Linked DNA regions of Sus scrofa: regions 1, 3 and 4 are each linked to region 2. The links are chromatin contacts, called in public Hi-C and HiChIP or PLAC-seq maps. All regions are on one chromosome and are shown on one strand. Each heading gives the region's core, a stretch centred on a gene start, on an enhancer-like site or on the middle of the called end of the contact. The rest is flanking DNA. Distances are from core to core; before and after follow the strand shown. Region 1 overlaps FOXP1 (forkhead box protein P1). Region 2 holds the start of FOXP1 (forkhead box protein P1). Region 3 overlaps FOXP1 (forkhead box protein P1). Region 4 overlaps FOXP1 (forkhead box protein P1).

Region 1 (7,816 bases), core at 1,293-3,792, 480 kb before region 2:
ATGAATAATAGAATCACATGGCACTTAGGGAAGGGTGAAAAGCAGTAGACAGGCTAGGAGATACGCATGAAGAACAGAAGATGCTCTGAGGGGTTGGAGCAGCATAACTGATCGTTTTTTTGCCTAGTGCTAGGCATACGCTTCCTGAAGGTTTGAACTCTGGAACAAGGTAGCAGCAGAGGAAACAGAGGGAAAGAAAAGAAAGGACAGAAGAAGCCCAGGGGAAGGAAAAATGGAAGATCTGATAATGTGGTGAGGATGAGGGAAATGAGTAAGTTGATGACAACGCATGACTGACTAATAGGACCTGGCAACAAAAATGATCAGTTGGATTGGTGATAACTGAAATCAATGAAATGATGAGCTAACAGAGAGTCATGGGTGGGCAGCCAAGGGGGGCACATACAGGCTTCAAGTCATGGGTAAAGAGGGACTAGAACAAGCAAAGAAGACAGAGGTGCTACTGGAGATGATTCAAGGAACTCAACTTTGGGAAAGGAATGAACTTGGGTTCCAGCAGCACAGTGGGAAGCAGAAAGAGAATGGTGTGGAGACCAGAGGAGACTGAATGGAAGGGGTTTAAAAGAAGGCTATTTCCAAGAAGAAGAAACAGCCAAAGAAAGGATCACAGGCTGTGACAAAGTCAGATATGTTGGAAAAAGGATGGAGACAAAGGCTCTGCATTTAGTGACAATAACAATCAAGACAATGATGACGGGGAAAGCCAGATGTGGGGGAGGTTAGGAAGCAAAGTACTCATCTGAAGAAAAAAAAAAAAAGAGTTGAAACAGCAAGCAGAATGCTCAGGCTCTAAAAGCTTGGTAGCAAAAGACGGAGCTTGAGAAAAAGAACTGGGAAGGACCGAGTCATCCAGAGTTTTTGAGTTACCCATTTAAGATCCGCATTTTACCACGAACACCGATAAATGCTGGGCTCTGTCTGTTTGAATGTTTACCGAATTTCCTCAATGGGATGTAACATAAAAGGACAAGGGCTGGCAGTCTTTGCCCAATTGTGTCCTGGCAGCTTTAAATTCTCCTACTTAAGTAGTTCAAAATCTGTTCTTTTGATGAAAGGGGGTAAGTTATGAATAGAAGTCAGCAGCCCTACACCCCTTAAAAATGACTAGTATTCAGTCTCTGTAATTTACTGGGCATTGATTTCTAACTCAAACAATCCCAACAGCAAGGCGGCTGAAGTCCACCAAAAGTTCAAAATGGGATATGTTCTCTTTAAAATGTTGAGAGCGACTAAATATGACAACCATCTGATGTATGAAAATTATTCACAACCAAAAACAGACAGTCTGGAAATAGCCGGGATGACTTCATTTAGACAGAATTACCCAAATCTGTTTCTAATATACACAGTACACATAATAAATTTTTACAATATGACAAGGAAAACAAACTTAATAAAAGTTCCCGATCTTTTGTTACACAAGCATGCTATATCCATGCTATGTTTATAATAGTTTGCCCATGATATCACAGCTCAGTAACAAAGGCCCAAGCAATACAAAAACAGTTACTAGGCATGACATCAACTCACAACTACCGTAATTACATCGGTACACAAATTTCCCAAACTGTACATTTTCCAAACTGCTTCTCAATTTCAACGGCTGCCTTTAGACAATTACTTGCAGAGTTGTCTGCAGGCTTTGAGTAATACCCGTCTTTCTTCTCTTTCCCAAGCGTCATTTCCCTTTAGAAAGTGCATATTTCAATTACAAGCAATATTTTTCAAATATGCCCATAAACATATGTCCAAATTAGGAGACAGTGTGGTCTGGTGGTTAGTGACAAGCATTCGGCTTCAGCAACTGATTCGGTTCCCTTGGCTGGCCCTGTTTCTTACAGCCGGGCAGCAGCTCAGTGAGAAGAGACAGAACGTAATAGAGGAGAGAGAGCAAAGATGCTTGAGCTGGACTGTTTGGGCTGGGATCCCAGCGGTGCCACTTATCAACTCTCTGGCCCGGAGCAAGTTCATTTCTTTAGGCCCCACTTTCTTCCTCTGCAAAATGGGAATAATGATAGAATTTCCCCTCATTTGTACAATACAGTAGTTGGTGCCTAGAAAGTACAGTATAAGGGCTTTCTCTTTAATGTTATTACTGTTGAATTTCTGGGGCTCAGTTTCCTATTTGAAAACCTGGCTTAACTTATCCCGGACCATGGTGAGCTATGTCAATTTCCATCTAGGTCCCACTACCTGGACATAGTGAGGTTCAATGAACAAAGTTTGAATGGATGAATGAATGAATGAATAAATGAAATCCATAGGTTCTGCAACACCCAGTCATTACAGAAGCAAAAACTATCGTCTCGTAGAAATTGGTTTTCATCCCATTTCTCTAATTGCTTGCTTTCAGACTATTGCTAATGCTGATAAATACCTCCAACCCAAGTGAAAGAATAGGCATAGGGGAAAAAAAAGATACTGCCTTGTGATTTCAGAAGCATATTTCTCTAAGGACCAAACTTTTCTAGCCCATCCCATGTGCATGACCTCTGTCTCACTGGGTTGCATGGTCAGCTGGCTTTCCCGACCGGGCAGGGCGCCAGGGAGCTCGACTACCCCCATTGTCACTTCTGGTCCATGGTGCTTGCACCAAATGCTGTTATTCTAGGCTTCAGGAAATTTTCTAACCACTGGATAGGGTCCAATGCTGTGTGCTAATGAGTTTCAGATTGGAGGACTTCACTGTGCATGTGTCAGAAAAGTGCCATGGTTTATGGTGAGGTGGGGGCAGGGAAGAAAAGACACACACAAAAAAGGGAAGAAAAAACAGTAGTTAAAAAATGCTGGCTACTCAAATTGACAGGGAACGTGACCTCTGCACTTCATCAGAAATTCCTGCAGACTTAGAAAATAAAGGAGTTTGCTTTTATCACACACTGTGAGACTCACATGGAAAAATGGAAAACACTACATCACTTGACCTCGGCATGGCCCCTTTCAACCACAGACGAATATTGTGTACAAAAATTCTAAATCAACTTAAGATGTCCAAAAAAAAAAGCTTTAATTTTTTTTTTTTTTTTTGCCTTAGACTTGATGATTACTATTTTGATTCTTGAGATTTTGCTGAGAAGGTTCACACAGGAAAAGGACTCCTAATGCCAGGAAGAGTATTTCTCTCACTTTAGGAATGGTCGTGGAGTGGACGTGGTGGGATAGGCACATCGAGGTCTACATGTCCCTAACTCCCTGGAAAATAATGAGCAAGCCTCACTTACCCAGGTTTGAAAGTCACCCAAGACTGAATCATGATTATTTGCTTACATTAACAGAACATTAAAACCAATTTGAAACAACTTAAGGAAACTCTAGCCATCTTGGCTTAGTGATTCACTTCTCTGGGAAGCGTTTTCACCCCCCACACCCCGTCAAAACAACCAACAGGCTTGCTATCAAGAAAGACTCCTCATCCAGCTAGCACAGCCTACCAAAGAAGCCCTTCTTAGGAAAGCCTAAGTCACAGGCACTTTTTTGAATAATGAGATTCCATTTTCATTTTTCTCTCTCTCTCTCTTTTTTTTTTTCTTTTCTTTTTTTGCCACACTTAAGTCCTGGTGACTTTAAAAGTCCAATCCTTTCACATCCTCCAACTGTCATCAACATTTTTTTCAGACGATGTCAATAAAATTGATTGCTTGCAGTTCTGAATTCTGCTCTGCACATGGAAACAATATCATTTGTTTTAAAGTATTTTCGATGGGGGCGGAAGGAGAAACAGAACGTCAGCAAGCCTATCCACAACACTGGGGTGGGGTGGGGGGTGGGGAACCAACCAGAAGCAAAGAAAATGGTCGGCTGGAAACTCTGACAAAAATTCCCGATATATAAACCCTGCACCTTACTGTTATGCTGACTGATATGTCTTCCTGTCAGATATGAATGATGTTTCTGGAACATTAATACGTTCATTAAATGCTAACTCCCCGTACTTAAAATATTCCATACTTTGGCTCCGAGGCATCTTGACAGCTTTGTTGTAATCATATATGTGAGGCCCCAGACTACACAGTTGTTGAGATGCCTCATACCTACAAGCAATCTGTTGCTTTTACAAGTTTAATCTAGGTATTAAGGGGCTGATCGTGGAACCACGTCGACTTGACATCTTTGACTCAGTTGTATATCACAGAAACCACTATGGGTGGTGACAGACTCCTAGGATGCCTAGCAACCGTACATACCTCTAACTCTGTGATCTGTAATACGACAAAATACGGCTGGGTTCCCCCCCCCCCCCTTCTCCCGAAGCACAAGTGGACGACCAGCAAGGGTCCGACAGTGTTATTCCTAATTACCTTTTTTTTTCACTCTTGATCCTGTGGCTCTCATAATTAGTTACCTGGGGCTGCAATCCAATTTGAAGTGATGACAAGAAAGTGATCCATGAAAAAGTAATAAGTTAAATCCAATTTCAGCCTTCCTCTAATTAAATGCACATGGAACTAATGACTCCAACCCTAGCATTTCAGTGATAATGGTAATTAGCGAGGTGGGAGTCGCTCTCTTTTTCAACACTGGAGGTGTAAACCACAAGGTAAAATGGTGGGAGCGCTCTTAATTACATGTGTCATTTTGTCAGCAATTTACACATTTTTGACCAGTCAAGTATGTTTTTTTCCTCCCTGCTCCTCCCCACCTCCTCGCCCCAACAGTGATTATAACATACTATTTCCATGTTCCAACACATGGAAGCTCCTAAGAGCAAGCACTTCAGGCTGGAGCACAGGAAATAACTTTCCTTTGCTGTTGTTCACTGCTGTGACACATAACTCTTGCCCACGAATGCACACGTGTGTGCGCACATATGTTCGTGCACACACACACACAGCAACAATTAGGATAATTAGGCAGATCTTAGTCTTCCTAATTGAAATTAAGATATTTACAGTAGAAATTGGTTTTTGTTGGTGGGGGTCTTATTTTTGCTTATGATATGAAAAATGTAATAATTTGCTTATTGATGGAAAACAAGGCACTCAGTAGATACTGAGCAAATACACACGGAAGGAGAAGCAATAATTAACTCCTGATAACATACTGGTTGTCTGTGTGCTAACAAGTCACTTGGCTTCTCTGAATGTTCATTTTTCCTTATCCATAGAAGGGTTTCAGGACAGCACTATACCACAGAGTAGCTATGGGACTGATGCTCCACATTAAGCATATAGTAAACATTAGCTATCTTTGCATCTAGTGACAGAGGCATGTGGTGACCAAGACAGGCTTACACTTCAAATATTAGCATCACACTTGCATTTTAATGTTTAGATAAATGTAAGCAAAGTGATCATATAATGAAATATCCAAACTGGGATCCTTTTTTTTTTTTCCCTTTTTTGGACACACCCACGGCATATGCAAATTCCTGGGCCAGGGAATGAATCACCCCAGTCATAGCTGTGACCTACACCACAGTTTGCAGCAACACCAGATCCTAAACCCACTGCACCAGACCAGTGATCAAACCCTCACTACTTCAGTGACCCAAGCCCCTGCAGCTGGATTCTTAACCCACTTCGCCACCACAGGAACTCCAAACCTGGAATATTGTTAAGAGTGAAAAATATTAATAAATACATGCAATCAACAAGCATAGACTGGGGCTGTCCTGGGTAGACTGGGACACAGGGTCGCCTTATAAATAGCTGAGGGTGAAATAGCAAAAATGATGTAACCTATTCTATTACAACAGACATAGGGATTTGGGCGGCAGGGATAAAACATTATTTGGGGGAAAAAAAACCTTTCTACCAGTAAGAGTACTGAACCTGGGGAAATAGATAGACTTCTTGAGCTTCATGAAACTCTTTTAACTGGATGAAAAATTCTGTGTCCATGTGCAATTTTCTAGGAGGGGTTGCTGTTTCTATCATTTTTAATGGTGTGCAGAGCCTAAAAGACTTAATAACCATTTTTAAAGCATCATTTTGATTTTACTGTTTCTTATCAAGACATTTTTTAGGATGGGGGGATTCTCCAAAGTCATGTGATAAAAGCAAAATCTTAAAAGGTACCAAAATTTCAATACTTCCCATCAATTTCATGCCAGGGGTGCCAATTCTAGACAATATTAAGTCCAGACATTAAAAACAAAAACCAAAACCAAAAAACCCAACTCTGCCTCCCTCTCCTGATTTATGCACTTTACTAATTTAGCACATAGGGATATTTTTTAAGGGTCAGTATTTCAAAACCATTCCATTTCACTATCTACAACATAAAACTGTAGTTTCCTTTAAAGGTTTCCTCTTACCAATTTATTCCTCAGTGAATAACGTGGAAATGATATGAGGTACTAAGATTATATGTGGCATTAATGCCAAGCAAAATGCTGCCTAAAGCACGTTTTATATAACTGCAAATAAAAATGCTAAAAAAAAACACCTGCTGAATCTTGTATTTTCACCTCCTCCACTTAAAGCAAGAGTCCTCATTATAATCCTGCGCTTCCAACTGGACTAAAAGGCTGACCTTCTAGTGGGTTTCCTCAACTTTCCTTCCAGAGGGATGGCCCCCTGCGTGAGGAGCTTGCACAGGAGAAAATCTTGTAAGGAAGGGGACAGGCAGGCAAGAAAAGTATCAGATGCCTGGTTTCAAGTTCAAGTTCTTTATAGACAGCCTGAAACGGTGGTCAGCGCTCCACTGTAAGCAACACACAAGGTTTACTTTCTTTCTTAACTTTAATGCTGCCAGAATACACATGTACTTTTACTTTCTTAGGAGAAAATGTGTCATTTGATTTCCTTCCAGTTTATGTCCTCGTGCCAACAACTAAAATGCTTAAAGAACCAAAATGAATTACTACCCAGAAACGGTGGTCAAAGTTCCAAAATTTGATCAATAAAATTGCTCATCTACTCACAAATTAATCTTCAGCCAGTAAAGTTACACATTTTCGAGGTTATGAGCACACCTGCACTGTTAAGCATTTATTTCACTTGTTTAAGCAATCTTCAGAAGTACATAAATATTTATAAAAGCAAGCCTACTATTTTTACTCACATATAATTTTCTTTTTGCAGCAAAACCTGCTTAATTCTTTCACAACTCAAAAGCATCCTGAAGGCAGGGTCTGTATCCTAGACAGCTTTGTATCTCTGGGCATCAGCTTGACGCCTCACAAATCATAGCTGTTCTACAAATGTTCACCGAGTTGCATTTAATTAGATCATTGTGAGGCTGAATTTATGATGGGACCAATTTCCAATTTTCACTTGTATCATTCATAAAAAATTTGCAAAGCAAATTAATAGCCTAAATAAGGAGATATTTAGGTTACTAAGTAGAATATTTTTCAAGAACTTCAGAAGCCATATCTGTATTCATGACTTCATTATAAACTACCATGTCACCCAAGAACGCAGCCAGTTCAGATTTAGCTCAGTATTTGTATCTGCAAAGAGTGTCATTTCTCACTTATTTACTTTGATTTTGCTGAAATTAGTCCCAATGGGTGATGTTTGACTACATTTTGTGATCTCTGTCGAGTAACCACTCAGAGCCTCCTCTAACTTTCCATTTTCTTTTGTTTGTATCATCAGCCTGTGAAAGTGGAGAGCGCTGCCAAACATAAAGCAGGGAAGTGTGAGATATGCTTAAAATATGAGTCACAGTATATTTGGGGATTTGGGTTTCTTTTTTTTTTTTTTTCCCTCAAGCTATCAGCAGATCAAATCCTTCTTCCCTGTCAAGCTTTGCTCTCTGCGGAAGATCTGAAATTTGCTAAAATAGGTCTCTACGTGGAGGTAGGAAGGGTAAGGAGATCAGAGATGAGCACTGGGAAGATTTGCTG
Region 2 (7,088 bases), core at 1,373-3,872:
TCATCATATTTTATCGGAGTACTTTATACTCGTTGCTAAACTTTGATCTCCAGATTTTCAGATTTAGGAAAGAAAGGGGGGGGGGAGAAAGTCCAGTATTTCGAAGCACCTACCGGCTTGAGGATGGGCACATTCCTGGCTCCTACGCCTGATCGCTGCGCTCGCACCGCCCATGTTGGGGCTTTGGGCGCAGAGAAGCCCCGGGGTGCAGCCCGAAGCTCTAGGGTGCCCCTTCCCCCACCCGCCCCCGTCCTCGCCCCGGTGCCCAAGGCCGCCTCGACTTACCCGCGGAGTCCGAGGGGAGAGTGGGAGCGCCGCCTTCACGCCCGCGGAGGAGGCGCCGGCAGCACCATGGTCCCTGGCGGCGCCGCTGCCGCTGCCCCTTGCCCGCTTGTTCGCCGCGCGCTCTCTTCCTCTTGCAAACTTTCGGGTTCTGCGGTCGACAAGAAACCGGGGCGACCCTCAGCAAGTCTTCTCAATGCAGGTTGGGGGAAATTGAGGGGGGCGAGATAAGTGGGTAGGCTGGGGGGGCCAAGACCGAGCGGGTGGCGGGCTCGGAAGACCGGCGAGCGCGCGTGGAGGAAAGAGAGGATGTGGCTCAGGGATTCCCTACAAGGATTCCGAGACCGGGAAATCGGCCCGAGCCAAAGTCTCAGCACCTTCCCCGGGATCTTACAAAGTTGCAACAACAAAAAAGGAGGGGGGAGGAAAGGGGGAAAGGGGTGGGATAGGGAAACGATCGCAGGCGCAAGGTTTGAAGTTACAACTGTTTATTTAGTCCTTATTCTCACAGGGGGGCGGGAGCTGCTCGGCAAGACGGGCGGGGGGGGGGTGGCTGTACGCAGCGATTTCGAAGCAAACACTTGGGAGGGGGTATGCGACTTTGTTTCTGGGCGAGGAGCTCCCCGGCGTCCGCGTGTGTCACCGCCAGTCTCCGGGGACCAAGGCGGAGCTCACAACAGGTGGGGAGGGGGGCTCGCCGAGGGCCTAAAAGGAAAAGGAATCAAAGTTTCCGAGCGCGGCCGTGTCTAGGGAGGAGGGGGGCGGGAGGCGGGGGCGAAGTGGAGGCGGAAGCAGCGAATGACCGCGACCCGGCGGCAACTGGCAAACTCCTCGGCTCCCGGAGCCGCCACCGCGGTCCCCACCCGAAGCGCACGCACGCCCGGCTTGCCGGCTCAGCTGAGTCCTCTCTTCGGGGCAGGAATGTAGCGAGGGGAGCTTGGGAGAAAGGCGGCGCGCAGCCGAAGGACGGAGAGCCATGAGCCATCAGCCTCCAGGACAGGGCCGAAGGGACACAGCGACTCGCGCGCGTCTCAGGATAAATTGAGGCTTGAGAAATCCCCCCGTTCCCCAGGCTTGAGAGGGGAGTAGACCCAGAAAGTGCGTGCGGCGGAGTGCATCCAGGCTCGGCGACTCCCCTCAGCGCACCCTACTCCCAGCTCCCACCCGCGAAGTTGGCCACCGTGGTCTCCGACCCCTCGCGGGGAGGCTGGGTTGGCCCGGCCAAGCGCGCGTGGGGGTACGTGTCTAACTGGGGGTGCGCGGGTTTGTGTCTGAGTTTTCCCAGCTCCCAGCGGGCGTCGGAGGAGTGCCCCCGCCGCCAAGTTCGGGGCACCGCGTGCGTGGTACCACGGATGTCCCCAGCCGCGGGGCCTAGGGCGCAGATGTCCCTAGTCATTCTGCGGCGAAGCCCCGGGGGCACCAAGGGGGGCAAACACTAGCGAAGAGCGAAGGGAAAAAGTTTGCTCCAAGTCCAAACTTTGGGCTCCAAAGGCGCTCGGCGCGCCTCCCCTCCCGCAACTGACCCGACCCCGGGCCCAGCGCTCGCCATGCTCCTCGGAAGGCACCCCGACGCTAGACACCGAAAGTTGCGCCGGGCGGCCTGGGCTTATCGATTTCTCTCCCCGCGGCGACTGTGGAAAGCGCAGAACGAGGCGTGAAGGGGCCGAAGGGAAAGCGAGATCGCCTCCTCCCTGCCGCTGCCGCCGCCACCGTCCCCCCTCCCCCGCAACCCCTTTTGACTTATGGAAATGCACCCAAGAGTACGGGCGCCACCGGAGTCCTCTCCACGCCCGCGCCGGCGCGCAGCCCCCACCCACCCCTGAGCTCCGGCCCAACGCGGGGGAGAGAGAGGCTGCCTCTGGGGAGGGCTAGGGGAGATGCACGTGGAGCCTGGAGATGAAAAGTATTTTTTTCCTTTTTTCTTTTTCTTTTTTTTTCTTTTCTTTTTTCTTTTTCTTTCTTTTTTTCTTTTTTTTTTTTTTTTGTGCTGGTTTTTGTTGTTGTTTAAAGTAGTCGGAAACAAGGCGGGAGGCGGCTTGGGAAAAAGTGGAGCAGAAATGGAAAAATACAAACTCACCCGCTGCAAATGGTCTCTCGGTGCAAACTAAGGTGTTTTCGGGCCTTTCCCCGCGCGCGCCCACTCCCGCCCGCGCGCGCACCCCGCACACACACTCGCGCACACGCACACACACACACATACACACGCGCGCACACACGCACTCCCGGGCGAGGGCCGGGCCGCCGCGAGTACAGCATTCAGCCGCCACACAATAAATAACAATAGATTCCTCCGCTCCGGACTAGCTTCCCGGAGCCCAGCCAGCGGCGGCGGCGGCGGCAGAGGCGCGGGCAGCGTCGGGCCGGGGGCGCTCCCTAACCCACCCCGGGCCTCCGGCCCAGGCCCCCTCTCCGTCTCAGGCACCCCCAAACCGCCCCAGGGCGCTGCCTAACATTCCCCACTTCTCGGATCCACTGGGGCGCTAGCCCCCACCCACCTCCCCTGGCCTCCCGGAACAAATAAATAAATAAGGCGCGCGAGAGGCCAACACGTCGCGGAGGGAGATGTTGTTATTTTTTGCTGTTGTGCGTCCCTGACGTCACATCCACCTGCTGGGTAAACAACAAGGCTAGCAAAAAAAAAAAAAAAAAAAATCGCAGTTGCCAAAGCAAGGGGGGAGGGTGTGCGGGGGCTGGGGGCTAGGTGCAGGGGAGCCGGGAGGTGGGAGTGCGGGGTGTCCAGACTGGATGGGGAAAAGAAGGAGGCAGAGCCCCGCAGACCAGAGAGGGGAAGGCCACGCCAGAGCAGTCCTTGGCAAAAGAGGGATCTGGCAAGACAGACCTGGAAAATAAGGGGCATGGGGGAGGGGGGATTCCTCAGAAGATGGGGAAAGGGGGGCCCATTCAGGCATGAGAAAAAGCCGAGAGAGAGAGTGTTAACAACTAGGGCCGAAGATGGGAATGCTAAGGCTATTTGCTTGGTTTCTGAGCTAAAAATACAGAAGGAAGAAGAGAGGATAGGCAGGGATAAGAGGTTCCTCCAGTTAAAAGTGAAAGTGTTTTGCCATCAGTGACAGTTGAAGGAGGGGGAGGCGGAGTGGTGTTTCAACCCCCTTTCTCCTTCTCTCCCGTCCTCCCTCGGTCTCTCCTCTTTCTTTCTGCACTTTGTCCAATGAAAGAAGGCGAGTTCGGGAGGTGAAAGTTCAACAGAAGGACAAACCCCTGTTTGCAAGGAAACAGAAACCCGCCAGCGAGGGTCCACCTCCCCCCCACCACCAGGAGAGTGTAACGCGGGACGTTTTTCCCCCCTTCCTTGTCAGAGTCACTGCCGGAATGTGTAGTTAGATCCACTTTAGGCGAAAGTGGCTGCGAAGGGAGCTGTGCTCTCGGCCAAGGTTTCTCTTAGGAAAACGCCCAGGGGGCTAGCAAGTCAATCAGTTGTTTAACACAAATTACCTGCTCTCCCAGAGATCACTCAAATGGAAAAAGCTTTGTCCAATTTGAAAAAGCGAGATTTTTTTTTTCTTTTTGCCGCTTTAAAGTTTGGTGAAATTTAGAAATTTGAAGGAGTAAATGAGGAGCCTGAATGAAATGTTGTGAAATATGCATAAACATGTATAAAACAAAAGACGCAATTATTTTTTTCACTTTTATCAGCCCAGGGAAGACTTTTTGTTCCCCAAGTGTGACTTAAAAAAAAATATGGCTCTACGGCTTCTTTTTGCTGTTAACAAAAGTAATTTTTTTCAGACCCCCCCCACCCCCACCCCAGATGCCACCAGCCTTCAAAGGAGCATTTCTAGCTATTGGCAGGGCAACTCTTTTTGAGAATGTATATCCAAAGTCACTCCTGCATATTCCTACAAAGTACTTGGGGGGCACGGGGGACACAAGTACTGTCCCTTTGGTCTTGAGTCCAATACAGTTGTATATAATAAATATTCTGAAAAGGTTACTATAAATTCTTTTGGATATAATGTTACAAATATTTTTAAGCATTCATTTACAGAATACTAAATCTCAATTTCAATCAAATCATAAGACTACCACTTTAAAATGGTATCTGTCTTGTGAGTTTAAAAAAAAAAAAAAAAAAAGCCATCCACTGGTGATACAGAATAAAGCCAGAGATAGGGTGATTGTGCTAAGGTAATTCCAACATAGCAGAATTCATGCTGTGTAAGATTCCAGGCTAGCCAGGCAAGGATATCCATCGGATCTTTGAGACAAGAATCCAGATAAAGAAAATGTGTTTTAGTTCATATAGAACTTCCTAGCTTCTGAGAAGCTAGGGTTTATGTTGTCTTTGATTCAAGATATTAATTAAGACATGACATACCTTCCATGTTCTAGACCATATAGTAGGCACTGAGGGATGCAAAAATAAATAAAAATCCCTGCCCTTGAAGAATTCATTGTCTATAGCTGTCAGTAATAATATCTAATATTTATTGAATGCTTACCATGACCTAGACAATGATGTAAAAGCTTTATGTCAACTCAGTTAATCCCCCAAAACCCTTTGACAGTCACTGGAAATTCCATATGCTGAATTCACATGGAATTAAATGGAAATCTACAAAGTAGCCAGTCTCTGGGGGAGGGGGGTGGTTTTTCAATTCTACAATGTTTATGCCATATATAACATGCTTATGGTATACATCATGTTGCAGAATTATAACTCAGGGGAATAGCAGTTTATTTCAATGTGATGAAGGTATTCATCCTCTGTAAGGAACAATTCATGCTCTGATTTTGTTTTTCAGATTGAACAGTGAGTTTTTAAAAGAAAAAATTATTAGTATTACCCTACTAAAAGATCTTTAGATGGCCACAGATCTTATTCTGCATTTTACCTACCTTTAATTCTACTTTCACTTAGAAATGGAGGCCAAAATCAGATTGGCAACAAGTTTTGCAGACAAAAGGAAATCCTGGTTGTAAATCCCATGATATATTGTACCCAATTTTGTATATAATACTGTTTAATGTGCCGCCTTATTAAAGAACTCCACGTCCATTTGGCTTACATTAGAGGGAAACTTAACTGCAGCTTGACATACAGTTCATTTTCAACACTGTCACGTTACATTCATAGGGAGCACATTTTAATTTCTTTATCAGTAATCAACTGGAAGTTTCTTTTTGTTAAATTAAAGCAAGAAGGATTTTTAAATAAAGGGCATGGGGGTAGGACGCCACCTTTTGGTGGTAAAACAAATAGAAATCCCTTTTTAAACAGATGTTCCTGATATAATTTCATTTTTAATTACACCAAGGCAAAGGTGCTTGTCCTCATTTTGTTATATTTTAAGTATTAGGGAAAAAATTGTAAATTCAAAATTAGCAACCTAGGGCTAGCTGCAGCCAAATTTTCCCAAGTGTATCAGAATATCTGAGTGCCTGTCACATAGTATTAATTATATGTCAAACATCAACTTTGTTCTACAAATACTGTGTCAGTGAATATATGCGCATTTGGGGGAACAGAAACTGGAGTGGACATTGACCATAAATGAGATACCTGAATCTCTTGTAAGTTTAGAGCTAAATAGAAACTTGAAAATTGCCTAATTCAGTGTTTCTTAAACTACAGTTACCATCTTCCTAATTTTCACCATATCTACACAACGTAATAATTCTTGAATAATTAATATACTGCACTCATACAGTTATTATGGTAATTGTACCAAATATTTTCCTGTAAATCAAGCAACTTTTTATTTTTTCTATTATTTAAATGAGAAATCAGTATCACCCTCCATAAACTGAAAGCAATCACAGTGGCTACAAAGTCATTGATTTTTCTTTGTTAGTAAGAGTGGCCAAAAAACTAAAATTAGAATTTGTTTAAAAGGGAAGGGAGGCAAGTGCTGAGAAGTGTTAATGACATGAGTGTCAACAGAGAATTGCTTTAAGAGTTTTTAAAAAAAAAAAAAAAAAGATTGAAAGTGACTACAGGGGGAGTGTAGTTCTCAATATGTAATTCAATGTTACCTAATGCCAGTCCAGTGGCAAGACTCCTACTCTCTGAGAAACAGACATAGAAATATGTATATCCAATTACAGATTAGGAAGCAGAGGCCCAGGAAGGTTAAATCACCCTCCAAGGCCAAATAATTGGTTAGTGGCTAGAGGCAGATTAGAACCCAGGTGTCCTGAGTCAGCACCTTTGTGTCTTTCCATCTCACACCCTCCTTATCTTCACCAAAGTGAGGTGCCACCCGACCTTGGAAATTACAAACCCAACCTCAGAAATCATAAGCCCTGCCTGGTTTCTCAGAAGCAGCCAACTCACATACCCCTTTACAGACAGGAGAGAAACTGAGGCCACAAAGGCTCAAGATCAAGTTCCACAACCTACTCACCCTCCCCTCTCCCCCAAGTGTGGCAGCAGTCCAGGCATGGGTAAACAGCGAGGCGAGGGTTGGCAGGAGAGAAGGAGAGTTAGTAAAAGTGGTCACACTTCTCTAGATGAAAGCTTTCCTCCTAAGCTTCCCTCCTAGAAGAGAGAAGCGACTAACGAAAATCAGTGTTTCACAGTAAGTGGCAAGAGAAATGGATCCTCTGTGTTGTGATGTGGTCCTAAGTCCACATCAGAAATCAACAGAGGCTCTCCTGTTTTAAAGTACAGTTGAGGAGTTCCCGTCGTGGTTCATGGGTTAGCGAACCCAACTGGCATCCATGAGGACTTGAGTTCGACCCCTGGCATCACTCAGTGGGTTAAGAATCCGGTGTTGGCTTGAGCTGTGGTGTAGGTTGCAGATGTGGCTCAGATCCTGCATTGCTGTGGCTGTAGTGTAGGCTGG
Region 3 (7,344 bases), core at 2,184-4,683, 440 kb before region 2:
AGAGCTGTTTGTGAACAAACACGGAATGTGAACAGGCAGCATCAGGGTAAAGGGCAAGAGAATCCCACATTATAATTTAGCCTGTGGTTGCCCCTGATGGCCATCACCTCCTGGGAGTGCAGAATGAGCTCTTCCAGGCAGCACCCTTGGATTTTAAAAATTAGCACATACACCCCCCGTTTTTGCATAGTAACCCAACAGCGAAATGTGGATTTAAAGATACTAACTGATTTTTTAAAAAGCTGTAATCAGTTTAGGGTTTGCCTCATGCAAACAAGATTCCTGGGTAACTAAGTTACAAATGGGAAAAACAAACAAAACAAACAAACACAACAAAAACCCTAACTAAGGCACCTTGGGTCAGGCCTACGCAGCTGTCTGATGTGCTAAGCTGACCTTCTGTCTATAAACTATACTAGTTCAATACATGAAAGTTGCCACTATTCTCCAACCTTAAAAAAAAAAAAAAAAAAAGTTGTTTTTAATACTTACTCCCAAGTCCGCCAACTGAATAGTCCACGTTCCTGTAATGGTTCCATTTACCTCCAAAACAGGGAGGTTTACCATGTAAAGTGGAATGCAATTTCCCTTCTATATTCTAAAACACATTCTTCCCCTGAAAAGAATGCTGTCACTCCCAGAGTGACACAAAGAGCAGTAACTCTCCATTTCTCACGGCCATTAGAAGTCTTCAAAAAAAAAAAAAAAAAATCTGCCATGTATAAAGACCTTCATTAGTATAATTAAATGACTGTTGGGTTTTTTTGATATAAACAACTTTTGATCCATCATTTAAAAACCTCATAATAATATCATTAAAGAGCTACCATTTTTAAAAGAGAAATTGTCTGCTCAGGGCCATGGAAGAGTAGGCATGCTCTGGGCCGCTTCCTCTGTCTCCCTTTCAGACTTCTCCTGGACTTGAATGTCATCATAGACCTTGAATCCTCGAATGTGAAATGGCTTCACGCTAATTGCTCTAATTGCTTGAAGATGTGCAGGCAGGTGAAACCTGATCCCCGTGGCCATTGTAGAGACCAAGAACAACACTGGAATGTTTACACAGTAGTTTGATTTTAATAGACAGAAGGGCTGAGTTTAAGACAGCAAAAACACAGCTAATAGGTGACCCCTTAATGTAGTCCTCCTTTAAAAAAAAAAAAAAAAAGACAACAAAATACAATTTCATGTTCTAAAAGGCAGTGTCCTAAATGCCAAGGTTATTTGCTTGACTCTTGGAGTGAGTACACGTTACGCTGCACCTGACATTTACACCCGAAACCCTACCCCGAATACATTTTTTTTTTTTTACCTTAAAACAAAAAAGCACTTTATATGTCAGTCACCTTACCAACAGATTATGACTGTATGGTATTTCCAAGTAAGTGCATTCATTTAAATTTTAAATTGAGTATTTTTCACTTTTGCAAAACTCCTTGTCCCTTTTAAAGGAGAAGCCTTGTATGTCTTTGACAATTCCTCTGGGGTTTTGTGTTCCCCTTCCAGCCCTCTACCTCCATTTATGAAATTCCTGACCCTTGTCCATCCCTGAATTACACTGAAGTTGAATCCAAACCCTCTCATGTTGGGGCTTTAGACACATGTGCATCCTTGTGGTGCCTTTTTTTCTGTGTCACTGCGTGGGATGGGGGTCTGCCTCTCATTGATAGGGGTGAGAGCAGCCAGGGGAGTGGCTGACATACTTATTCAATGACAGTGGCCATTCTCCCCAGATATTTTCATGAATTGAGATGGATACAGAGGTTTGACAATAGCTCCCCGGAGCCCTCTCTTAACAGCGCACAAATGTAACCATTCCTGGACAGGAAATACACCACAGCCAGACCAAGATAAAAATACAGCAGCACCCACAAGGTGTCATTAACAAAAAGAAACCCTCAAAGGTTAGAGGTAGGCTTAGGTGTTGAGATACATACATAGTTACATACGTATCTTTTATACACACACACACACACACACACACACACACACATATACATCAAGAATCTAGACCTATGGGAATGGTTCATAAAGAGCCAAGTAAACACTGTGTAACAGGAAATAAGAATTAAACATGTATTACATCTTGGAGGTTAGAAATCTCCAGATGCAATACATGTAAAATTGGGTTGTGATGATTGCTGAACAACTAAAAATATAATAAAATCACTGAGTTAAAAAAAAAAAAGTATTACAGAATACCGCAAAACAATGAAATTATTTTAAAGTTAAGCTGAGCAATTAAAAGCAATAGCAAAGTTCCCAGATGGCTCAGCGGTTTAGAATCTGGCATTGTCACTGCTGTGGTGTGGATGTTTTTTGGGGCGGGGGCACACTTGCGGCAAATGGAAGTTTCCAGGCTAGGGGTCGAATCAGAGCTGCAGCTGCTGGCCTACACCACAGCCACAGCAACGTCAGATCTGAGCCGAGTGTGCGACCTACACCACAGCTCACAGCAACATCAGATCCTTAACCCACTGAGCAAGGCCAGGGATCAAACCCATGTCCTCATGGATACTAGGTTCGTTACCGGGAATTCCTGTGGCGTGGGATTGATCCCTGGCCTGGGAACTTCTGCGTGCTGCAGGTGTGGCCGAAAAAGAAAAAAAAGCAATATATATACCTTGTAAATGAGAACAGAGGAGGAGCAAGCACCCTATACAGCTGGGAGCACTGTCAAACAAATGGCTGTTCTCCAAGTTATCCCGTGTAATAACTTCTGATAATGAAATACAAAATGCGGAAGAAGGCGAGGGCAGGAAGCCCGTTGAAAGCCATGAAACACTTTTAGTTATATAAGCTAAGTAGTTATAATATAGCAGCTTCCACTGCCTGGACTGTTTGTCCCCAAACACTGAAAGACAAAATAATGAAACAAAAACAATTAGCTAGAGCCCTCTTTCGAATCACAGCCACTGCACACACATTTAAGGACACTCACACCTCGTTCTAAAAGTTAAATTCCCCTGAAGAAGTAATGCTTCCTTCTTCCAAAAAGGAGGTGGGGGTGAGGGTGGGGGACAAGGAACCATTTATCCATTTAAAGATTAAGTATAAACTAGTTCAAGCCAGGGAGAGGAACATGGAAAGAAAAAGTAAACAGGACCTCACCCCCCACCCCGAAAATAGTTCCCCTTTGAAAGCTCTAGGCGGTGGGTGCCTGGTACCAAGAGCCGCCCCGTTCATTGGAGGGGTCAGGAAAGCTATGCTAAACCGACAGGTTCCGTTTACAGCAGGCCAGAACTTTGTTTGGATATACTGGCCTTGCTCCCCGCCAGCTTAACAACAGATGGCTAGAAAACTTTCATTATGCTGCACAGGACTGAACTGCAAACAATCCAGAAAACTGTGAAAAGTTTAACTCCCTCTAAACCAATGTGCCAAACCGGGGCCTGCCCAGAGCCAGTGAGCCAGCGCTGGGCCCCGGGGGACCATGCAAGTGATGGTTAAAACCAGAGCACTTGCTAAGGGCCCCAAGTCAACTCAAGGCACCATTCCAGACGCCGGGACAGCAGCGACCCACCCAAGTCTGGAGTTTAACTGTTCAAAGCCCAGACCTTATAAGGAGTTGTGTGGATAGTCTCCTCTTTGTCTATTTTCCTAAAATGTACTGTCATGACTGCCCCTGGCCTTGGGAGAGAGAAAATCTTCTCCTAGACAGTTCCCAAGCTCCTTCCCACTCTCCCTCCCTCTGGAAATTGGGAGGATGAGGCCAAATAGTCTGACTGTAACACCCAGACTTAAACACGATTTATCCAAATCTGTCTATAATTTAAATATTCATTAAATCGATTCAATCACACGAACCCTAATATCTCTTAATGCTCCAAGACAGGTTATAAATGTACCTTCAAAGGTTTAATTCAATTGGCAATCTGAGAGGGCTGATCACCAGAAATGTGTTATTTTCATATTATTCAAGAAATGAACAAATGTGTTTTCCACAAATGTGTTTGAGAAGCTACCCTTTCCTGTTATTGAAAGAAAATTGTGTTTATTACTCCTTTAGCATAGTGTAAACTCATAAACGTCAACAGACAGTACAAGGAAAACTGTCAACTAAATATTGTTTCCTTCATGAGCTGTTCTTCCAAGTCAATTACGCCTTTCAACTTCTGGGGCATTGTATGATAAACTGGCAGTAAAAATCATTCACATTAATATACCATGGTGCCTTGCCTGCAAAAGGTAATTAAAGAAGTAAATGACTCATAAGAATAGACATATTAGCTGCAAAATGAAAGGCAACTGCGCTGCCACATAAAAATATGTACCATTAAGATACTGCATTTTCATATTCCTGTAATCAGCTTCAGTAGACTAATGCTTATTTAATCCAGTTCTGTGCTAAGTCCATCAACAACTGTTTTTTGCTGTTTTCTCCTTGACTGAACATTATGAGAACAGGTTTGGAATAAATACTGCAATGAGATTTTTGCATCCTCAATTGAAGAACAGGTTTTTACATTTTAAAATCTATTTTTCTTTCTTTCAGAAATACAACGTAAAAAAAAATTACTGGTGGGGAAAATATATAATATATATATATAAATGTACATTTATATAAAACATATATAGTACATATATATGTATGCATATTAGAGAGAGAGAGAGTCTGCTAGTGAGATATGTCTCTTTAAAATGGCAGAACACTTCAGGGAAATGATATTTGTTTCCACATTCACTGTTTCTGACCCATAATGTTATCAGCACAGGGGAGATGGCGTCACGCCTCTACTTGCCAGATCTCTGTCACCTTTATGCAGTGCTCCCTTTTGTTAATAATGGCTTCCACTACCATGAGCAGGAGGAAGGCAATTGAGCTTTTGGCAGGGATGGGACAAGTAAGCAAGAAAAGAGGAGGGAGGTGGCAGGTGGGGAGGCGGGAGAGGACCCTAGACTTGCCTAGGGCCCCCGAGTTCTCTTCCTTCCAAAGGGTTAGCCATGTGACTGGAGAGCATCTTCTCAGAGAGAAACGACTGGCCCTCAAATTAAGTGCTCTGCTTTCCGTTCTCTGGTTTCCAAACTGCCACTTGGCTTGATTCTTCCTATCCTGTATTTCAGCATTCCCTCACCAGGCCAGCCAACCCACAGGCAAACATCATTTACCCGGTCTGAGACTGTTTTCACTCAAGTTGTTGCCTTCTCTGCTTCTGGAACCTTGATCCCCACCAGTGAGATGAGCCCACCGTTTGCACTATTAATATTTCTGGGAACACTGAGATGCATGCAGTTTCCTGGAGGCTGGAGAAATGCCTCTTCTTGTTGTGGAAATTAGGGCTCTTTGTTGATGACTGATGTGGGCAGAGGGCTTTGCCAGTTCAGTTTGGGAGTTTTAGCTTTCAAAACTCTTGCAATGTCTGCGGTGTTCATGCCAGCAGTGAAAATCGGCCTATAAAACATTAGGCTATCTGTCTCCTATCACGCTTGCCAGCAATTCACTCACTTTCAATAACATCTAAAGGCATTGAGACAGGGTCCACCAACTTATCAAAAAATCCAAAAGAGATGACTGAGTTTTTTTTTGTTTGTTTTTTTGGTTTTTTTTTAAACATCACAGGCTAAGTTCTAGATTTCTGCACAAGTTGCACCTTCTCCCTCTTCCTTCCTTCTGTACAGAAATTTCTGTGACTTTAAAACTGATGAGCAGCCAGCCGGGCCTTCAAGGACAGACAAGGATATGCGGACAGCCCTACAAGGATCCTCGGCTGCTTATTTATCTTTTAACAGTTCTCAGAACTGCCGAGAGCCTTCCAGATTGAGGCTCCATTCTTTCCAGGTAATGTATGAGCACCTCCACGTTCGAGCAGACAGCCCCTGGAACCACAATTAACGAGATCTAGTCCTTTTGCTAATTAAGGAACAAAGGTTCCTATGTGTCCACACACGTGGAAAGGGGAGAGCAGGCTTCTTTCTAATTGCTTCCAATAAGGATTTTTCATATTTAGGAAGATACTGGGATTGGGAAAGGAGAGCATTTCCAACATCCTTTACAAATGAGGCTTTTCAAAATATTGTTAGCTGTTAATAATGCATCATCATCAAAAACTGGAGAGTTAGGAATACGTAACCTCTGTCTTCACGTGAATTAACCTATAGGTACGGATACAACGATATAGGAATTAGTTCTGAAAAACACACTAACAAAATAAGAAATAAAAGGTTCTTCTCTGCAAAAGAAAGAAAGGCGAGAAGGCCGCTTCTCTGAGCCTGATATTCCTCAGACCTTAGCAGATTAGGATGCAAACGTGTAATTAGGAAAGATAACCCCAGTTTTTAAAGTAATTAGGGGCTGCAGGATATAGGATACCATCTCTCCAAAGTGTTACAAATGTACCACACTTCTAAATAACCTGCAATGCTTGGAAAGTAGACTCACTACCAAGGGCATAGCTGCTCTCAGTGAGGGAACAGTAAATGACAGACTGGCGTTCAAGTCCATTAGCTGCGATGTGAGAGGAGCACATTCACTAGCACGCGACCTGTGAAAAATCTTAGATCTCTTTAAATCTTTGAATTGGATTACTGCATTAATTCTTAAGAACTGCAATCCTTCAACCAAGTCAAATTACCCTCATTAACAGTGGAAAAACTGCCTCTGCAATAAGTTTTTTAAAAAAAAGATATTTATTACCTATAATCACTTGCAGATACTTCACCTAGAAACAGGATGCATGCAGGCGAACAACTTTGAAAACGGCGGCAGCCTGATTTTGCGTGTTCACTTCAGATTAAAATAAAAGTGAAAGCATGTCCATGGGTTTTAAAAAAAATTTTTTTCATGCCAACAAGACATTGCTTTTTATTATTACAACCCTCTGATGAGAAGCAAATAGCCCCATTTTACAGGAGAGGAATGGGGGCATACACAGAGGCATCGCACCAACTGTCCAAACTCTCCTGGCTAATTTGGGGCAAGGGAGGGGCTCCGGGCCCTCTGCTCTGGGTTCAGAAGGGAGGAATTAAATCGGAGATACCGACTTCCGAGGCCACTACAGAGCAATGTACTGACGGCCCTAAATCATGCTCAGGCAGTTAAAAGGCAGGCAAAATAAATGAAAAGATAGGAATACAGCTTCGAGGGTAGAAATGGTCCCCATAATAAATACAACAGAAGCTGGCTCAGTGCTTTCATCACTGCATCTGCTGATACTGTTGAACCTGCCTTGAGAATTCATCAAATAAGTGCTTTTACAGTGGGAAACGAAAAAGAAATGTAAATTGATCTACTCTGCCCTTGTTGCTCCCTAAAATGGTCTCATTGGAAATGCGATAAGAGCTTGACCGATTTTGAACAACTTTGGGTACTTTATGGCAAATGAGCTCTTTGAAGCCCCATGGACC
Region 4 (7,889 bases), core at 5,160-7,659, 340 kb before region 2:
GTGCAAGGCTTCCATCTATTCTGATGGGGGAAAAAAAAAAAACAACTTAGACTGCAGGTCAAGCTCCCCTGGGTTTTCAAGAACTGGCATAGATGTTTAGGGGAAAAACTTTTAAGTGTGTAAGTCATCTTTCCACAGGGGTTGGAGTTACTGAAAAAATGTGGAATCTAAAAGACGGCACAAAAGAACCTATCTACAAAACAGAAATAGACTCATAGGACAGACCTGTGGTTGCCAAGGGGGAGCAGGAGGGAGTGGAATAGTCTTGGAGTTTGGGGGTAGTAGATGCAGACTATTCCATTTAGAATGGTTAAGCAATGAGGTCCTGCTGTATAGCCCAGGGAATTACATCCAATCTCTTGGAAGAGACCACGGTGGAACACATAAATATGAGAAAAAGAAAGTATATATATGTATGACTGGGTCATTTGCTATACAATAAAAATTAGCAGAGCACTGTAAATCAACTATACTTTAATAAAAACAATAAAAATTTTGGAGTTCCCGTCGTGGCACAGTGGTTAACAAATCCGACTAGGAACCATGAGGTTGCGGATTCGATCCCTGGCCTTGCTCAGTGGGTTAAGGATCTGGCATTGCTATCAGCTGTGGTGTAGGTCGCAGACGTGGCTCGGATCCCCAGTTGCTACGGCTCTGGTGTAGGCCAGCGGCTCTAGCTCCGATTCGACCCCTAGCCTGGGAAACTCCATATGCTGTGGGAGCGGCCCAAGAAATGGCAAAAAGACAAAAAATAAATAAATAAAAATTTTTTAATTTATTTTAAAAAAGAAAATTTACAATTAAAATCACGTTTTCCCTAAATCTTCTGTAAACAGAATGTGGGGATCATACGACCCTTTAATGGCCACAGATTAGGAATCCTCTTGAAAAAAATCTAAATATCTTTTCTTTTTATGGCCACACCCACAGCATATGGAAGTCCTAAGGCCAGGGACTGAATCTGAATCACAGATGTCGCAATGCTGGATCCTTAACCCTCTGCACCCAGAGATCAATTCTGCACCTCTGCAGTGACCAGAGCCACTGCAATTGGATTCTTAACCCACTGTGCCACAGCAGGAACTCCAAGAATCTTTTTATAAGGCAAACAACATAGATTCGAATTGGCAATCACTGAATTTTCTTTTTCTTTCTTTCTTTTTTTTTTTTTTTTTTTTTTTTTTCTTTCTGTCTAGAGCCACACTTGTGGCATGTGCAAGTTCCCGGTTCAGGGGTTGAATTGGAGCTGCAGCTGCGGGCCTATGCTACGCAGGATCCAAGCAGCATCTGTGACCTACGCCACAGCTTGCAGCAACTCTAGATCCATAACCCACTGAGTGAGGCCAGGATTGAACCCAGGTCCTCAGGGACACTGTGTTGGGTTCCTAACCCACTTAGCACAAGGGGAACTCTAAATTTTCATGGTTTAAGCTGGAGTTATCTATGACATTTCTTATTTATCTACATACAGAATGAGCTCTCTGAAGGCAAGGAGCCTACCATGACTAATGAGATAGCTTCCTAATCAATACTTGTTGAATAATGTACATTCATATAGTTTTTATCAATTAAAGTTTACTTAAGGCAAGAGATACCTGTGCTAGGTGAAGACTATCTGAGAGCACCACAGAAACAAATGCATCTAAGAAGAAAATCACAGACATGCCCCAATAGGGGTCTACACTAGTGTACCAGTTCCAGTTCCAGGTTATCCAAGCCCTGCAAAGACCGTCATCTAGAACATTCACAGAACCCCATCCTCTCCTCTCTGATGACCTATGCTAATGGAATCATTAGAATAGAGGAGCCAAGATATACTGGCTTCAAAGGCACCAGCTGGATATAGAAACACTTGGCAAGTCCAAGTTTTTGAAATAGTGTGGTAAGTGGTATATGTCCAATGTGATTAGGAAGGCTATAGTATTGAAATACCCAAAGGGAGTATTTCTTTAGTGTCCTCCAGGAAGAAATATTGCTCTCTGGGGCTATACCCCCAAGTATATCCTGAGTCACTGATGCAGGCCAGGGCCTCCATGGAGCATGCTCACCAGCTCTCTATCCTGGGCTACCACACCTGGTCTACTAGTTATCATGTACAGAGATCAAGTATGTATATACTCAACTGTACAGTCTTGCAGAAACATAAGGCGAGCCACATACGCAATCTTAAAATATCTTCCAGCAACATGTAAAACTTTGAGTTTCTACTCTGGCACAGAGGGTTGAGGATCTGGCATTGACACAGCTGTGGCATAGGTCACAGCTGAGGCTCGGACTTGATCCCTGGCCAGGGAACTTCTGTATGCCCCAGGCGTGGCCAAAAAATGAAAAATAAATACATAGAAGAAAAACAACAAAGAGAAACAGTAGGGATTACTTTTAAAAGTATATTTCTCTTCAGGTGCCTTGTTGGTGCAGTAGGTAGCACATCAGTCTCATAAAAATATATTTCTTTTAACTTAACAGAGCCAAAATATTTTAATTGCAACATACAATCAATATAAAGGTTAATGAGATAGTTAAAAAAAAAAAAGAATATAAACCCAAGTCTTTGAACTCCAGTGTGTACTTTATACAGATGGCACGTAGATTTGGACTAGCTACACTTTAAAGGCTCAGCAGCCCCTTCTGGCTAGTGGCTCCCATACTGGACCTGTAGGCAATGAGCATTGCAAGATTCTGGGAGAGATTCTGGATATAAGGGAGAGGGATACTGTCCATTTCACTTTCACTTTAGATGCTGAAGTGGGACTGCTGAGAGATGGGGGCAGAGGGACTGAGCTGGGAAAGGACTTTGAGACTAAGCAAGTGTGGTGTTTCCTTGACATGGTCCCACTGCTTCCTAGACATGGGGCCTACAATACAGATAAGTAAGACTCTGCGATGTCCACGTCCATGTCACGGGGACACGTGCAAACATCTACAGACCCAGAGATCTATAAATTCTACAGCTGATAGTCACTCTGTCACCTGTCAAGATAAAAGCAAAAAAAAAAAAACAAAACTTCAATCACAGGGAAGGAAGCAGCACAGCACTTGCCTTCTTGGAAAGAATTTAACAACAGTCTAGTTTGTAAGTTTGGGGCGGGATAAGGGGGTGGCAGGAGGTGTGAAGAGAAGTTGGCTTCCTGCCAGGAATTGACATCGCACCATGGGAAATTAGGAGACATCTCAGTTATTCAGAGCACGTATTTAAAGTCTAGATCCCCTACATGCAAGATAAATAACAAAGGCCTTAAATACCACAAACTCTCAAAAATAAGTTAACACTCTCGGGAGCACAAACTGCTCTCAAGGTATAGAGCTTAGCGAGAAGCATGCAGTGGTGATTGAGTGAGCAAGGGCACTAGAGGCAGAGGGGCTTGGGATCAAAGCCCATTTGGTCACTTCCTACCCATGTGAGCAAGTTATTTAATCTGAGGGAATGTCGGTTTCCTCATCAGTAAGTAGTGACAAATAATAGTTACCTTGCTGGGCAGCAATGAAAATGCAATGTGAAGAGCTTAGCTGCAGTGGTGCAGGAAATGTACACACAAAACACACCTGAGATACAGTGGAGCAGTGTATCCATATACTTATATACACTTCTGCACACTCCACAGTAACACTCTATTTTACTCCACTGTCTACAGTGAAAACCAAGGCTGAAGTGCAGTGGCCAGGAGTGAGGACCCTGGAGTTTTCCTGAAGGAGGACACATCGTGGTTCCAGCCCTACAGCTGGGGACCTGAGGCTTCATTTGCATCACAGTGTCCACATCTAAAAGATGAGACTAATATTGCAAATGCATGCTGGAGAGGATGTGGAGAAAAGGGAACCCTTGTATACTGTTGGTGGGAATGTAAATTGGTGCAGCCACTGTGGAAAACAGTATGGAGATTCCTTAAAAAAACTAAAAACAGAGTTGCCATATGGTCCAGCAAACCTACTCCTGGGCGTAGATTCAGAAAAGATGAAAATGCTAAATTGAAAAGATACATGCACCCCAAAGTTCAGGGCATGGCTATTTACAACAGCCAAGCCATGAACGTAACCTAAGTGTCCCGGGACAGAGAACTGGATAAAGAAGATGTGGTACAGATATACAGTGGAATATTACTCAGCCATAAAAAAGAATGAAATATTATCATTTGCAGCAACATGGATGGACAAAGATTATCATAGTAAGTGAAGCCAAAGTCAAAGAAAGACCATTATATCACTTATATGTAGAATCTTTAAAAAAAAGAGTACAAATGGACTTATTTACAAAACAGAAATGGATTCACAGACACAGGAAACAAACTTACAGTTACCAAAAGGAAAGTGCAGGTGGTGAGGGAGGGATAAAGTGGGAGGATGGGATTAAAAGACACACACCACTAAATATAAAATAGGTAAACAACAAGGATTTACTGTATAACACCAGGAACTATATTCAGCATCTTACAATAAACTATAATGGAAAAGAATAAAAAAAAATAATATAAAGGGGGTTCCCGCTGTGGCGCAGCAGAAACAAATCTGACTAGGATGCAAGTTTGATCCCTGGCCTCGCTTGGTAGGTTAAGGATCTGGCATGGTCATGAGCTGTGGTATAGGCTGCAGTCACGGCTTGGATCCGGTGTTGCTGTTGCTGTGGTGTAGGCCGGCAGCTGCAGCTCTGATTCAGCCCCTAGCCTGGGAACCTCCACATGCTGTGGGTGTGGCCCTGGGGAAAAAAAAAGAATATACACATATACACATATGTGGATAGTTGAATCACTTTGCTTAAAATGAATACAGTGGTGTAAATCAACTACATGTCAATTTTTTTAAAAATTTAAGGTAAAAAATAAAAAGGTGAGGCTAATAGTGCCTCCTCGGAAAGCTTATTGGGAGATTTAATACCTATGACAAGCGCTTAGTGCCATGCTGTTGCTCAATAACTACTAGTTGTTATGATCATTACAGAAATGCATCAATATTGTGGGCTGAGGTGCTTTCTATTTATGATTACTCCTGCCTAACGGCAAATACCTGTGACCAGCTCTTACATGGAGAAGTGATCAGAGGAAGGATGTGGCATGATGAGGTTTGCCAGTTTACCATCTAACTACCATCACGCATTTTTTTTTTTTTCTGGCTGCACCTGAGGTATGTGGACGTTCCCAGAGCCAGCAATCAAAGCTGTGTCACAGCAGGCAATCTGAGCCACAGCAGTGCCAAAGCTGGACCCTTAACCAACTGAGCCACCAGGGAACTCATCATGCATATTTAAAGGCTTTATTTTAGAGAGCATGTTCTTTCTCATTTTCTCATTTGATGCTCATGAGCCTATAGGCATAACAAGCACACTGATTCAATCAGGAACTACATCTTGAACACCTACTATGTGCAAGGCACCATTCCAAGTGCTGGAAATTCAGATAAATATCCCTGACCTTCAAGGAGCTTATTTTTCTGTGGTACTGTTCATCCTTTGTTTGCTCACCTTTCTAGAAACAGCAAAATTCACCATGTGCATGTCTGCTGGGTTAGGGGCTTGGTGTGAACAGAAAAAAGTCTAGTTTCTATTATTTAATAAAAATGAGTATGTTTTACAGTATTACACAAAATCATTTCTTCTTCCTCCATCTCCCTATATTATACTGTAAACAAAAAAACTTCCCCATTTTGGCAAAATAAAATACTGCATATAGAACAAGAGCCACACATAAGTATGTTTACAAGCTTTTTCCACATCTTTGCATCCTATGGTAATTCTCAAATTACATAAAGGGGAGGAAGGGGAGGAAAAAGCCCTTAAAGGTTTACACTTTTCCTTAAGTTTCAAGTGTTCTGAAATAAACAGCCTGACATCTTATTGACAATGTGTCAGCATCTGCTTAATTCAAAAACAGCTGGGGGAGTTTCCATTGTGGTGCAGTGGAAACGAACCTGACTAGTACCCATGAGGATGCAGGTTCGATTCCTGACCTCGCTCAGTGGGTGAAAGATCTGGTGTTGCTGTGTCTGTGGTGCAGGCCGGCAGCTGCAGCTCTGATTCAACCCCTAGCCTAGAACTTCCATATGCTGTGGGTGCGGCCCCCTTAAACAAACAAACAAACAAACAAACAACAAACTGGGAAAGCAGTTGTTCACCTGCATCAAGATTTCCAAAGGGAGGCAGACATTCCCTACTGTCACCGCCTCCAGAACGAGGAAGCCCTGTGTGTGCCTGACCATGACCAAACCTGCCTGCCAGGATACTAGATGGAGGATGGCTTAGGGGAAGCGATAGACATCAAATAACAGAAGTCTGGGGCCAGGGGTATAGGACTGGAAAACCCTTTGAAAGGAAGGGCAAGGCTTTTAGTTCCAAGAAAGGAGGATGGACACAGCCTATGACTCTTTTTTTCTACTCTCCCATCTGTGAAGGAAGTAGCCTGCAGGAGTTAAGCGGCTTGAACTATTTTTAGGCCTCTGACCCTTTTAAAAAGCCAGAGCTAAATTCAGTCCTCCGTTACACCCACTCAACTCCCAGTGGCTTCAGCGCGAGCCCCGGGAGAACCCGTTCAGCGCTCAGGAGACTTTAGCTATGCCCTTGGCATTCTCGGCTTCAGATGGATCTCTGGATCCCTCACCGGGTCACCCAGGCTCTGGAAAGCCACCCTGCGGGCTTCCAGCTTCACAGAGGGCAGTGGCCACAGGCTCCTATTCTGAGGATATCCCCATGAGCTGTGACGATTTTCACACAACTGGATGAAAGGCTCAGGTTTTTCGGGTTGTGGATTTTTTGTTTTTTTGTTTTGTTTTGTTTTTTTACAAATCAGGCCAAAAGGGGAAAATAAGTTTCTTTTGAAAACGGTAGTCAATCTATCTCAGAATTGTTTAAAAATTATAATCTCATCTATAGGAGCCCAGATTTGAAGAACTGTAGTACATGGGCTAAATTAAACTTACCTCCAACTAGCACAGGGTAATTACAATCAGGCATCACATGAAGTTCACTGCTGCTGAATGCAACATGATTTGTGACAGTAAACTACAGTATGGTGGAGAAAGACAAAAAAATCATTTATAAATAACGGGTCCCACGTCTGACTTGTGGGGTGAGTGGAGAGCATTCGGCATCTCCAATTACTTTAACGGGGGGCTGTCAGATCCCAGGGAAAGGACACATCGTCTCCCCTCACCCTCTCTAATCCTTCCTTCTTAAAGGAACACTCAGCAAGATAATGAATCCTTTAAATGTTACATCTTCTGTCCTGCATTATTGTGGTGCAGAAACTCTTCACATCAAACAGTCATCAGGACTATTACAAAGTGGGCTTATAAGAGAGGGGCTGAAAAGGAGCTGTGTGAAAAGAAGTGGAAAATTAAAGCTGAAGCAGTCGAAGAAAGGGCTTAATTTACTGGCATGTACAGTATGCAAATGAGATTACTCTCAGCTTAACTGCATCATTTATGTCCATAATAACGGCATCATCATTACAGGGCTCAAATTAAATTACACCATAATTAGCATATCAAAGTGATTGGTTAAAGTTTAAAACAAATACCCAATTTTGTTAATGAACAGCTGTAATTGTCATGTACACTTCAGTGAAAACTCTCTAAACAAATATATGTTTTAGAAGAGAGGAAGATTCCCCCCCCTCTGTAGACAGGTCTGTAGCAGAGGTAAATTACCTAAAAAAGAATGACATGGACTATTCTATTAATGTTAATATATGCTGATCATTTTCAGGTAATAAAGCATTCTATCAAAACAAGGTTTCGCTTATATTCAGACACCTCTCCTGTTCCTGAATGTGACAAACCACCAGAAACCTGTTTCCACTTGCAGTAATGATAACAACGTAGGGGCGACCTGTCTCAAACCAGTAAAGGACATGTTCAATAACAGGCTATTACCAAACCCACCCCCGCCCCTTTATTGAAAAGAC

Evidence for each region. A called contact is a pair of places that touch in the nucleus more often than the background predicts. HiChIP or PLAC-seq counts read pairs in DNA pulled down with a chosen protein or histone mark.
Region 1: a Hi-C map of embryonic fibroblasts shows a contact between it and region 2, with 3 times the contacts expected there. The contact joins the enhancer-like site here to the promoter of FOXP1 in region 2. A contact is called at or near these places in 3 of 47 Hi-C or Micro-C datasets (adipocytes, embryonic fibroblasts and fibroblasts) and 1 of 2 datasets of contacts at active chromatin or transcription factors (skeletal muscle).
Region 3: a contact with region 2 is called in an H3K27ac HiChIP or PLAC-seq map of skeletal muscle, with 4 times the contacts expected there. The contact joins the enhancer-like site here to the promoter of FOXP1 in region 2. A contact is called at or near these places in 1 of 5 promoter capture datasets (liver), 4 of 47 Hi-C or Micro-C datasets (embryonic fibroblasts, heart right ventricle, liver and 1 more) and 2 of 2 datasets of contacts at active chromatin or transcription factors (alveolar macrophages and skeletal muscle).
Region 4: a Hi-C map of skeletal muscle shows a contact between it and region 2, with 7 times the contacts expected there. The contact joins the enhancer-like site here to the promoter of FOXP1 in region 2. A contact is called at or near these places in 7 of 47 Hi-C or Micro-C datasets (embryonic fibroblasts, epiblast stem cells, fetal heart ventricle and 3 more) and 1 of 2 datasets of contacts at active chromatin or transcription factors (skeletal muscle).

The regions. Positions count from the first base shown.
Region 1 is chr13:52,492,844-52,500,659 of Sscrofa11.1, forward strand. All of the region lies in intron 7 of FOXP1 (forkhead box protein P1), which reads right to left. Among named protein-coding and RNA genes, the nearest start is that of FOXP1, 480 kb to the right of the region's middle. Within about 2 kb of position 2,543, at least 19 of the 83 cell types and tissues checked have an H3K27ac peak or open chromatin away from gene starts, as enhancers often do.
Region 2 is chr13:52,971,735-52,978,822 of Sscrofa11.1, forward strand. It overlaps FOXP1 (forkhead box protein P1), which reads right to left and starts at 2,623. Exons shown (of 21, transcript XM_021070841.1): 1 at 2,360-2,623; 2 at 286-433.
Region 3 is chr13:52,526,353-52,533,696 of Sscrofa11.1, forward strand. The region is part of intron 6 of FOXP1 (forkhead box protein P1); the gene reads right to left. Among named protein-coding and RNA genes, the nearest start is that of FOXP1, 440 kb to the right of the region's middle. Within about 2 kb of position 3,434, at least 26 of the 83 cell types and tissues checked have an H3K27ac peak or open chromatin away from gene starts, as enhancers often do. A contact at or near this core is called in liver, skeletal muscle and subcutaneous adipose tissue, where this site is marked.
Region 4 is chr13:52,626,797-52,634,685 of Sscrofa11.1, forward strand. All of the region lies in intron 5 of FOXP1 (forkhead box protein P1), which reads right to left. Among named protein-coding and RNA genes, the nearest start is that of FOXP1, 340 kb to the right of the region's middle. Within about 2 kb of position 6,410, at least 12 of the 83 cell types and tissues checked have an H3K27ac peak or open chromatin away from gene starts, as enhancers often do. A contact at or near this core is called in skeletal muscle, where this site is marked.